2 separate regions of the Sus scrofa genome follow, and region 1 is linked to region 2. Evidence: chromatin contacts called from public HiChIP or PLAC-seq data. All regions are on one chromosome and are shown on one strand. Each heading gives the region's core, a stretch centred on a gene start, on an enhancer-like site or on the middle of the called end of the contact. The rest is flanking DNA. Distances are from core to core; before and after follow the strand shown. Region 1 overlaps STIP1 (stress-induced-phosphoprotein 1). Region 2 holds the start of RPS6KA4 (ribosomal protein S6 kinase alpha-4).

Region 1 (4,402 bases), core at 273-2,772, 160 kb after region 2:
AACGGGCAATGTCATTAAAAAAATTCTCTATTTTGATAGTCACCAGAGGAGACCTTTTCTTAAATTTAACACAGTAACGTGTTTTCCACATCAGACCCGTTTGTCTACATCACAGCCTATTTAATCCCAAACAAATTACCAGGAGGGCACAAAACGTTAATTAAATTCTTAATCTCCACTTCCGTCTTTGAAAATTTAGCAAAGAGGCTCCAGGTTAAGCTAAAGAGCAACAGCTACACTAGCTCGAAAGGTCTGGCTTTGTAGATCAAAAACCCAAGCTGTTTTCTTTGGCCCCCAGATCCATCATTCCAACTCAATAACAGCTTCTAGTTGAATAAAAAAACCTCTTTAGGCTTTTCACAACCTTTGGGCCCCAGAGAGTATAATTAAGTCACTGAAAGCAACCAGCAGCTTCCAACTCAGCCCCCCAATAATGCTGAGGGGATGAGGGGAGCCAAGTAACTTACTTCTTGCTCCTTACCTATGTATTTCAAGTTTTCTACAGAGACTAACTCCTTGTGTAACTAGAAACCGACCTTTTAGAAGCTTGAATTCTCAGTTATAACCAAAAAAAACCCCAAACAAACAAACAAACAAAACCAAAACCCAAACCCACAAGGAGGAGAACGGGCGGCACACAGACATGTAAAACACTGGCAAAGACGGAATTCATTCCAAGGGCTTTTGCTGCACCCTCCCCTTTCCAGCAGAAGGCAAATTAGTTGGCCTGCTGCACATCCTACCCTCACTCTGCATTCTTCCATCTCGGCCTTTTCAGATGCAGAGAAGTAGAACTCTCCCCAACTGATTCCTAAGTGCCTCAGCTGCTTACAGGGTATTCTCGTCCCTGCTCCCTGCATTCCTCCAAGTTAACTCGGGCCAAGTCTTGGTCGGCAATCTCCCGTCTCCCTTCCAAATGACCTGATCATCCTTCCTGCCTCTCGCAAGGCCCCTCGCCCAGCTCCATCCTTCCCAGTGCCGCGGGCGCCAGCGCCCCGCTCAGCTTAAACCCACTTCACGGGAGGCCTCCGGTTCCTGGCCGCGGTCCCTCTTCCTGCCGCGGGCCGGACTTACGCCGAACTGATGACTCCCCTACCCCTCCTCGCCGAGTCGGGAGACCACGGGAGCTGAGGAGCCCTGGCGCTCCCCGCGGCCAGGCCTCACTCTCCACGGCCAGGCCTTGCTCCCCACCCGCCGCGGCTCTCACTCTCTTGCTGCCCCGACTACTAGGCCGCCCCGGCCCGAGCCCCAAACCCAGCCGCCCCGATCGGGTGCCCGCCTCGCTCCTCCACCCGGCCACGGCCGGTCCCCGAGCGGCCCCAGGCCTCAGCCCACCCCTCCCCCTTCACCTGCTCCATAGTCCGGCCCGGAACCCCGTTGAATAGACTCCGTCTGCTCCGCGTTCCCAACCGCACGCGCCGCCTTCTGGAACCTACTAGAAGCTGCCGGGACCCCCAGATCCCGCCCCTTCCTCGCCGGCTCACTGGTCGTGCTCCTCTGGGGGACTTTCTGAGCTTTTCTACTATTGGCTTGAAGTCTAGCCCATCATCTTTGCTTCTCTCTCATTGGGCCTGGAGAGTAATCCCCGCAGCCCTGCCTCCCCCGCGCCTCGGGATTGGGTTCTCCCCGACAAGCCCCACCCATCTTTGGCTCTACGATTGGAGGGAGGGGTGGACCTCTGCGACTATTATTGGTCGCTTGGTCCGCCAGTCGTAGCCGCGCTAGCCGCACCCATTGGTCCTGTTCTTTCTGGAAATTTCCACGTCTCCCATTGGGCTGACGGACTCCCTGACAGAACCGCCTTCAGGTTAAAAAAAATTTCAATTGGGCGGTGAGTTGCAGACACCTTGCTATGATAGGTTTAAATGGCTGCCCTTCAGAGAGCTTGGTGGGGTGTCACTGCAGTCTTGGTCTCTGAGAGTTAGAGGTCCCAGCCATCCTCTGCTGCGAGCGAGGCTGCAGGAGCTCCGGGCCGCCTCTGGCCTCTCTTGGCGGAGGGGGCGGCGGCGAGTCCAGCTGAGGCTGTTCGTTTTTCCGAGGCGGCCGACAGCCCTGGCCCTTCGCCCGTGCATCGAGCTCGGGGGTCCTAGCCGGTGGGGGGCTGGGGGGTTGTGGCCGTTTGGGTGGGCCTCAGGAGGGCTTCCCGGATCCCGCCCTTGTGTTCTGCGTTTTCCAAAATCCCGCGAGGTGGCGAGGGCACTGGGCTTTGGTAGGACAGGCCTGCGATCTCACCGCGGCGGTGCCGTGGATGGAGACGCGCACCCTCTCTGAGCCGCTTGGGTAGAGAGGGGTTGGTAATCCGGATCCTGAAATCTCAGCGAGGGGCAGGGCAGGTGCCTGGAGAGAAGAGAAAGGGTATAGGCCTTGAGAAGTTTTTTGTTTTAATTTTGTGTCTTTTTAGCGCCGCACCCGCAGCATATGGAGATTCCCAGGCTAGGGGGTCAAATCAGAACTGTAGCTGCCGGCCTACACCACAGCCACAGCAACGGTGGGATCCGAACCGCGTTTGTGACCTACACCACGGCTCAGGGCAACACTGGATCCTTAACCCACTGAACGAGGCCAGGGATGGAACTTGCGTCCTCGTGGATGCTAGTCAGGTTCCTTAACCGCTGAGCCAGGATGGGAACTCCCCTTGAAAAGTTATTTTTCGCCCTGGACCAATGTGTGTGGTTAAGGGAACAAAGCTGCATAACTGGGGTCTGGCGGGAGCTTGGATGAGAGTCTTGGACCCTGCTGTGACATTTATTTTGTACCCCTTTCTGGTTAATGCTCTTCCTTCCCAGGGTTTTAACTGCTCTCTATGCCAATAGCTTGTCTCCTCAGCTTCCTCTTCCCTCCCAGCCGTCTGACCCATCTTGGCACTGAAGCCAAGGTCACTGCAGGTCTGCATGCCTGATAACCCCCACCCCCTCAAAAGCTCTTGGGGGATTTTAGATTGGGACTTGGCCTTGGCTTATCTGATACGGCAGGCCTACTTTTCCCAGCTCTTCTTTCCCATCTTCCACTTTCAGCACCGCACTGACATGTCTCTTCCTTGAACTAGGTGGGTTCCTTCACTCCAGGCCTGCCTGCAAGATGTTTCCTCTGCTGGCACCCCCACTTCCACCAACCTGCCAGGGTAACATCTTTTTTGGTCTTTCGGGCTGAGGTGAGCTGTCAAGGTTCCTTCCTGACCTGCCCCCAACATGTCATTTACTCTCATAACATCACAGGCTACACATGTGTCCAGTCACATTAAACCAGTGGCTTGGCTACCCGTACAACATTTTGTAAGGCCCACGACCAGCCTTATGTTTGTTTTCCTTTATCTTTGTTTTCCAGGTGCATTGTACAGTGTCTAGCCCGTAGAAGGCAATTATTAATCCATCAAACAAGCCGCATCTTTGACTTACAGTACAGCTCATGGCAGCGCCAATCCTTAACCCACTGAGAGGCCAGGGATCCAACCTGTATCTTTGTGGATACTAGTCGGGTTCATTACCACTGAGCCACATCAGGAATTCCCAAGAAACCTTCATATTAGAGTAGTTGTGAGGATTGAATGATTTGATATTTATAACATACTGAGAACAGTGTTTGACAACAGACTAAATACTATATGCATTTGTTAAATAAAAATAAATGCACATGGAATTCCTCTTGTTGCTCAACAGGTTAAGAACCTGTGTAAGTGTGGGTACTGGGGAGATGCAGTGAGCAATACTGGCAAGAATCACTGTTTTTGTAGTGCTCTTTCTAGTGAGAGATGAACTGAAGTCTGGTGTGCCTGCAGTAGGGAAAGGATTAAAGGGGCACTGGGCAAGGAGGGTGCTGTTGTATTTCCAGTAAGAGACCAGATCAAACCCCAGTGAGGAGCTAATGTTTTGAGGGGAAAAAAAAAAAAATCTGACTGCTTAAAGGCGTAAGATTCATGGAAAACCTAGGGAAGAACCTTGTAGTCGGAGGGAACAGCAAATGCAGTGGCCAGTGGGTGGCCAGAATGGCAGGAGCCTGGCAAGGTTGGGAGAGGGTGCTGAGAGGAGGCAGTACCAGGTCCTGCAGGATGGGAGGCCACTCTCTTCACTTTGAACATTCCAACAGGTTTTAAGCAGAAAAGTGACGTGATCTGACTGAGTTGTGTCGGTGAAGAGGACAAAGGCAGAGGGGGCCTCTTAGGCTGTTGCAGGTGCCAAGAGTGCTGTGGTGGTCCCATGGGCCAGGGTGGGAGCAGAGGAAGTGAGAGAGGTTAGATTCTGGATGCATTTTGGAGGAGCCACCAGGATCTGTTGACACAGCATGAAGGCAGGGGGTGACTCCGAGGCTCTTGGCCTCTTAGTCACCTAAGTCAAAACTGTCAACAAGATTTTTCATTTCTTCTTGGCACTGTCTCCAGACCACCACACTCCTGTCAGCCCCCTGC
Region 2 (4,401 bases), core at 720-3,219:
CCCCCGCCTCCCCCCGCTGCTACAGCTCCCATCCCTGCACCAGATCCCTGGGGAAGCGGATCTCCCGAGCAAGGGTGGCCGGGGGCAGACCTAGGCCATTGGATAGAAAAAGCCACTTAAGATATGAAAGCAAGAAAGGAGATGCGAGGGAGTGGGGCCTGAGGTCCCAGAGAGAGGAAAGCCATGCGAAGCCTCATTTCATGCTGGCTCTGGGAGCCAAGGCGTGAGCTCTCTATTTGAGGAAGTTCTGTGAACATGGCCCCAGGAAGCAGCCCGGAGTTCCCGCGACAGGAAAGCCCCTTCGAGGAGGTGCGAGGGGAGGAGAGACCCCCCCCCCAACCAGGCAACACAAGGCCTTCCTTCCAGGAGGCCTAACAGAAGCAGCTCCAGTTCCCTCCCAGGGCACCTCCCCAAAGGAAGCCCCCGGCTGCTATATTCACAGGACTCTTCTAAGGCCCAGACCCAGTCCCCACGGCAACGGGCAGGTGGCCAGGTCCTCACCCACCTTATGCAGGTGCTCCAGGGCCAGCACGATCTCGCCCCCGTACACGCGCACCTCGGCCTCCTTGAAGTACTGGCGCTGGTAGAGGTGGGTGAACATCTCTCCGCCGTTCACATAGTCTGGGGAGGGGGGGTGGAGGTTGGGGAGTGGCCCCCAAGGGTCGCTCCACCTGCCACCGTGGCCCCCAAGGTTGGCACGTGCCTGCCCTTACCCAGGATGAGGTGCAGCTTGGCATCAGTCTGGAAGGCGTAGTGCAGCGTGACCAGGAAGGGTGCCTGGCGCACCAGCTCCAGCACGGAGCGCTCCGTGCGTGTGTGCTCCTGCGTCTTGGCCCGCTGCACCAGAGCCGCCTTGCGCAGCACCTTCATGGCATACAGCTTCCCCGCGTCGTGCCCGCCTGCCTTCCGCACCAGGAACACCTTCCCGTAGGCTGCGGGAGCGGCGAGTGGGCGGAGAGTAGGCCGTGAGCAGGAGGGTGGTGCAGACTGGTGAGGGTGGGAGTGACACCACCCCGGGAGGGTGTGCAAGTGGCGGGGAAGGAGCTGGGGTGAGAGGCAGGTGTGCAAAAGCTGGCAGAGCTCTAAGGAAAAGGTGTGCACACCCCCGGAGGGTGCTCAGCAAAACCGGGTGGGTGGGGGTGCAGTGTGTAAACCAGGCTGGGGGGGACACGCAACCCCAGGAGGCCTGCAGCGCAGGGTGGGGGCGGGGCATGTGCAAACCTGTGGCTGATCAGACAAATGCAAGAGGATGCAAAGCCCAGGAAGGGAGGCAGAGGTGCGTGCAGAGGGGAGGGATGGTCAAACCCGAGGGGGGCAGTTTGCAAAGCAGGGGAGAGGGCTCTCATCTCTCTAGAGGAGGAACCCTGGAATCACACAGGCGGGTACAAGCCCCCAAGAGTGTTGGCAAACCTGGAAGGACCTTCCAGGGAGAAGCAGTGTCAACGTGGAGCAGCCCCGGGAGTGGGCGTGCAAACCTTGGCAGGGCAGGGCAAGGCTGGCAAAGCGGGCTGTGCCAGGAGAGGGTGGGGGACACTGTGGGTGGCCTGGCCCGGCCCGGGCGGGTGCGGGGCGGGTGGCCCAGGGCACCACGCCTGGGACACCTGCCGGTGGATGGGGGGGGTCCTCACCTCCCGTGCCCAGCACCTTGAGCAGCTGGAAGTTCTCCACGCCCACCTTCTCCTCGTGCCCGGTCAGGTTGGCTGCGGGCACAGGGGGCAAATGAGCCCAGCCAGTGCACGAACCCTCCCGGCCGGCCTGGACCACCCTCCCCCGGCCTGCGCCCCCGCCGCCCCTGCCCCACCTTCGGTGATCCGCAGCTCCACCGCACAGCCTTCGTCCTCGTCCTCGTCCCCCATGGCGGGCGGGTCGCTGGGGCCCGCGAGGCTCGGCTCCGGGCGGCGCCGGTTACATGGCGGCTCCGGCCGGGGCGGGCGCTTCCTGGTGCCGCCTCCGGGGCCCAGGCGGGCGCCGGCGCCGCCTCCCGGCTCCCCGCCCCGTGCGGCCTGAGTCAGGCGCTGGAACGTGACAGCGCCGGGCCGCCGGTGGGCGGGCGGGGGCGGTCCGTCTCCCGCGGGCGCGCGGGGCTGGCGCCAGGGTTGTGCGCTCGGGGACCCCAGGGGACCTGCGAATATCCCATGCCTGGACTCCGTGGATAACCTGGAGCCTCCATGGGGTGGACACTCCCAAGCCAGGTGTCTGCCTCAGGCTGCGCCCCAAGGGGACTGGGAGTCCCACTCGGGATTTAGAGGCCTCCCCGTCCGGGATGCCAGGCCTAAGGGCAGCCAAGCAGCTCTGTCCAATTCTTAGCCACCAGCGAAAGTGAAGGATTTTCTTAAAATCACAACCCACGGGCAGTTCCTGCTGTGGTGCATCAGGTTAAGGATCCCTTGCTGTCTCCGTGGTGCGGAGGGTCCCATCCCTGGCCCCAGCGGTGGGTTAAGGATCCAGCATTGCTGCTGCTGTGGCATAAGTTGCAGCCGGGGCTGGAATTCGATCCCCAGCCCAGAAACTTCTCCATGCTTCAGGTGCAGCCAAAAAAAAAAAAAAAAAAAAACCACTCAGTCCCGGGTTTCAGCACCAAAAAAAAAAAAAATCACAAGCTGTTTTTGATCATTCCTTGACTGCAGCAAATAGGAGAGGGGATCTATAGATCCCCTTGACAGATGAGCAGCCTGAGGCCGCACGGCCACCCTTCTCCAGCTGCTGCCAGCGCAGCCTCAGCTTAGCACCTCACTCTGTGGCTCTCGATCTTGGTGCTGGGCAGGCTGGGAGGGTGTTTGGGTCCCTGTCTATACCCTGAACAGCCAGAGATCCTCTCTCTGCGGACTTGCCTGTGCAGGGAAGGCCTGGGGGCCCAGGCACCCTGAAGACCAAGCCCTGTCTCTGGGCTCCCCCTACCCAGAGGACCACCTGCAGGGGACACTGAGAGGGAGCCCCGCCTGACCCCCAGCAGGGAGGGGCAGCCAATTTTCTGACCGAATCTCTCTTGAGCAGACCTGTAAGAGCGCCTCAGCCTCCAGCCACCCTTCGCGGCCCCGCCGGTGCCACGCACCTCCCTTGGTTCTGTCCCCTGTCATCCCCAAGCCTGGCACAGAGTAGACCTCAAAAAGATGTCAGAGCCACACCAGAATGGCTTCCTTTCCCCATCGGGCCCAGGACCCCTGGCTGGCCTGTGTTTCAGAGCCTCATCCCCTCCCTGACCGTTGAAGGGGCCACCAACAGCCTGGGGCAGCCATCAGAGCCCCTCCCCGAAGGCCTATGGGAGGAGGCTTCCAGCAGCTCAGCCCTGCTGGAAGCTAGGGCGTGTGCTCCCACGCCACCAGCCCGGGAAGCTCAGGCTGAGAGGAGGGGGACAGAACAGTGGGTTATCCCCAGGGAGGCGGGGTGGGGGGGCAGGGACTGTGGAAACCCTGTGAGTCAGGCTACCACGGGTCACCAATGGGGAGGCTGGCCCAGCCCTCCCAGCTCTTCCCGCCCTCAGATTCAGGTGCCTCGCCTCAGCCCCGCAGCCCCACCCTACCCTGGGCAGTCCCAGGTGCCCTGACTCACGTCCTGTAATCCTGTCACCCGGACTAATTGCCCCCTTCCCGGGTATCATCTTAGAGGCCCTGGTCGAGACCCCAGTGGCCTTCCCGCCTCATGCGTCCCTCCCCAACAGGCCCTGGCCCTAGGTGACACCCCTGGGGCTGTAAACTCCCTGGGGAGGGTCTCAGCCCCAAAGGCTCATTGGAGAAAGAAGGAAGAGGCAGGAGAGTTCCCACCATGGCGCAGTGGTTAACGAATCCAACTAGGAACCATGAGGTTTCGGGTTTGATCCCCGGCCTTGCTCATTGGTTAAGGATCCGGCGTTGCCATGAGCAGTGGTGTAGGTCGCAGACGCAGCTCAGATCCCGCGTTGCTGTGGCTGTGGTGTAGGCCGGCAGTGGCTACAGCTCCGATTGGATCCCTAGCCTGGGAACCTCCATATGCCAGGGGAGCAACCCTAGAAAAGGCAAAAAGACAAAAAAAAAAAAAAAAGAATGAAGAGGCAGGAGAAGTGAAAGGAGAGAAGAAGATACACGGGAGGGGGGGGTGGGCCCTGACCCCACCTTTTAAGCAAAGGCTGAGTGGAGGCTCAGACCCCACCCACTGCTGGCTCCTAGAATGCCCCCCCACCTCCCTGAGACACCAGGCCAGCCCCCTCTGAAGACTGGGCAAGGAAGCCAATGGCCACAGCTCCCTGCCAGCAGAGGTTGACTCCAGGCCACCGGTGTCCCTGGCCCCGAGTTGCTCCTGGATGCGGCCAGTAGACACAGAGCGCAGGTTCAGGCATTTACAGCCCGGCTTTATTCATGGGCCCCTCACATCCCAGCTAAGGCTCAGAGGTGGGCCCAGCCCACAGTCCCCAGGGAATGGTCCTTG

What was found. HiChIP or PLAC-seq counts read pairs in DNA pulled down with a chosen protein or histone mark.
Region 1: an H3K27ac HiChIP or PLAC-seq map of alveolar macrophages shows a contact between it and region 2. The contact joins the enhancer-like site here to the promoter of RPS6KA4 in region 2. A contact is called at or near these places in 2 of 5 promoter capture datasets (fetal liver and liver), 3 of 47 Hi-C or Micro-C datasets (omental adipose tissue, retroperitoneal adipose tissue and subcutaneous adipose tissue) and 2 of 2 datasets of contacts at active chromatin or transcription factors (alveolar macrophages and skeletal muscle).

The regions. Positions count from the first base shown.
Region 1 is chr2:7,923,394-7,927,795 of Sscrofa11.1, forward strand. It overlaps STIP1 (stress-induced-phosphoprotein 1), which reads right to left. Exons shown (of 15, transcript XM_003353794.4): 2 at 1,350-2,337. The coding sequence starts at 1,358. Among named protein-coding and RNA genes, the nearest start is that of STIP1, 13 kb to the right of the region's middle. Within about 2 kb of position 1,523, at least 60 of the 83 cell types and tissues checked have an H3K27ac peak or open chromatin away from gene starts, as enhancers often do. A contact at or near this core is called in alveolar macrophages, fetal liver, omental adipose tissue and 1 more, where this site is marked.
Region 2 is chr2:7,763,332-7,767,732 of Sscrofa11.1, forward strand. It overlaps RPS6KA4 (ribosomal protein S6 kinase alpha-4), which reads right to left and starts at 1,970. Exons shown (of 16, transcript XM_005660758.3): 1 at 1,802-1,970; 2 at 714-932; 3 at 506-621. The coding sequence starts at 1,856.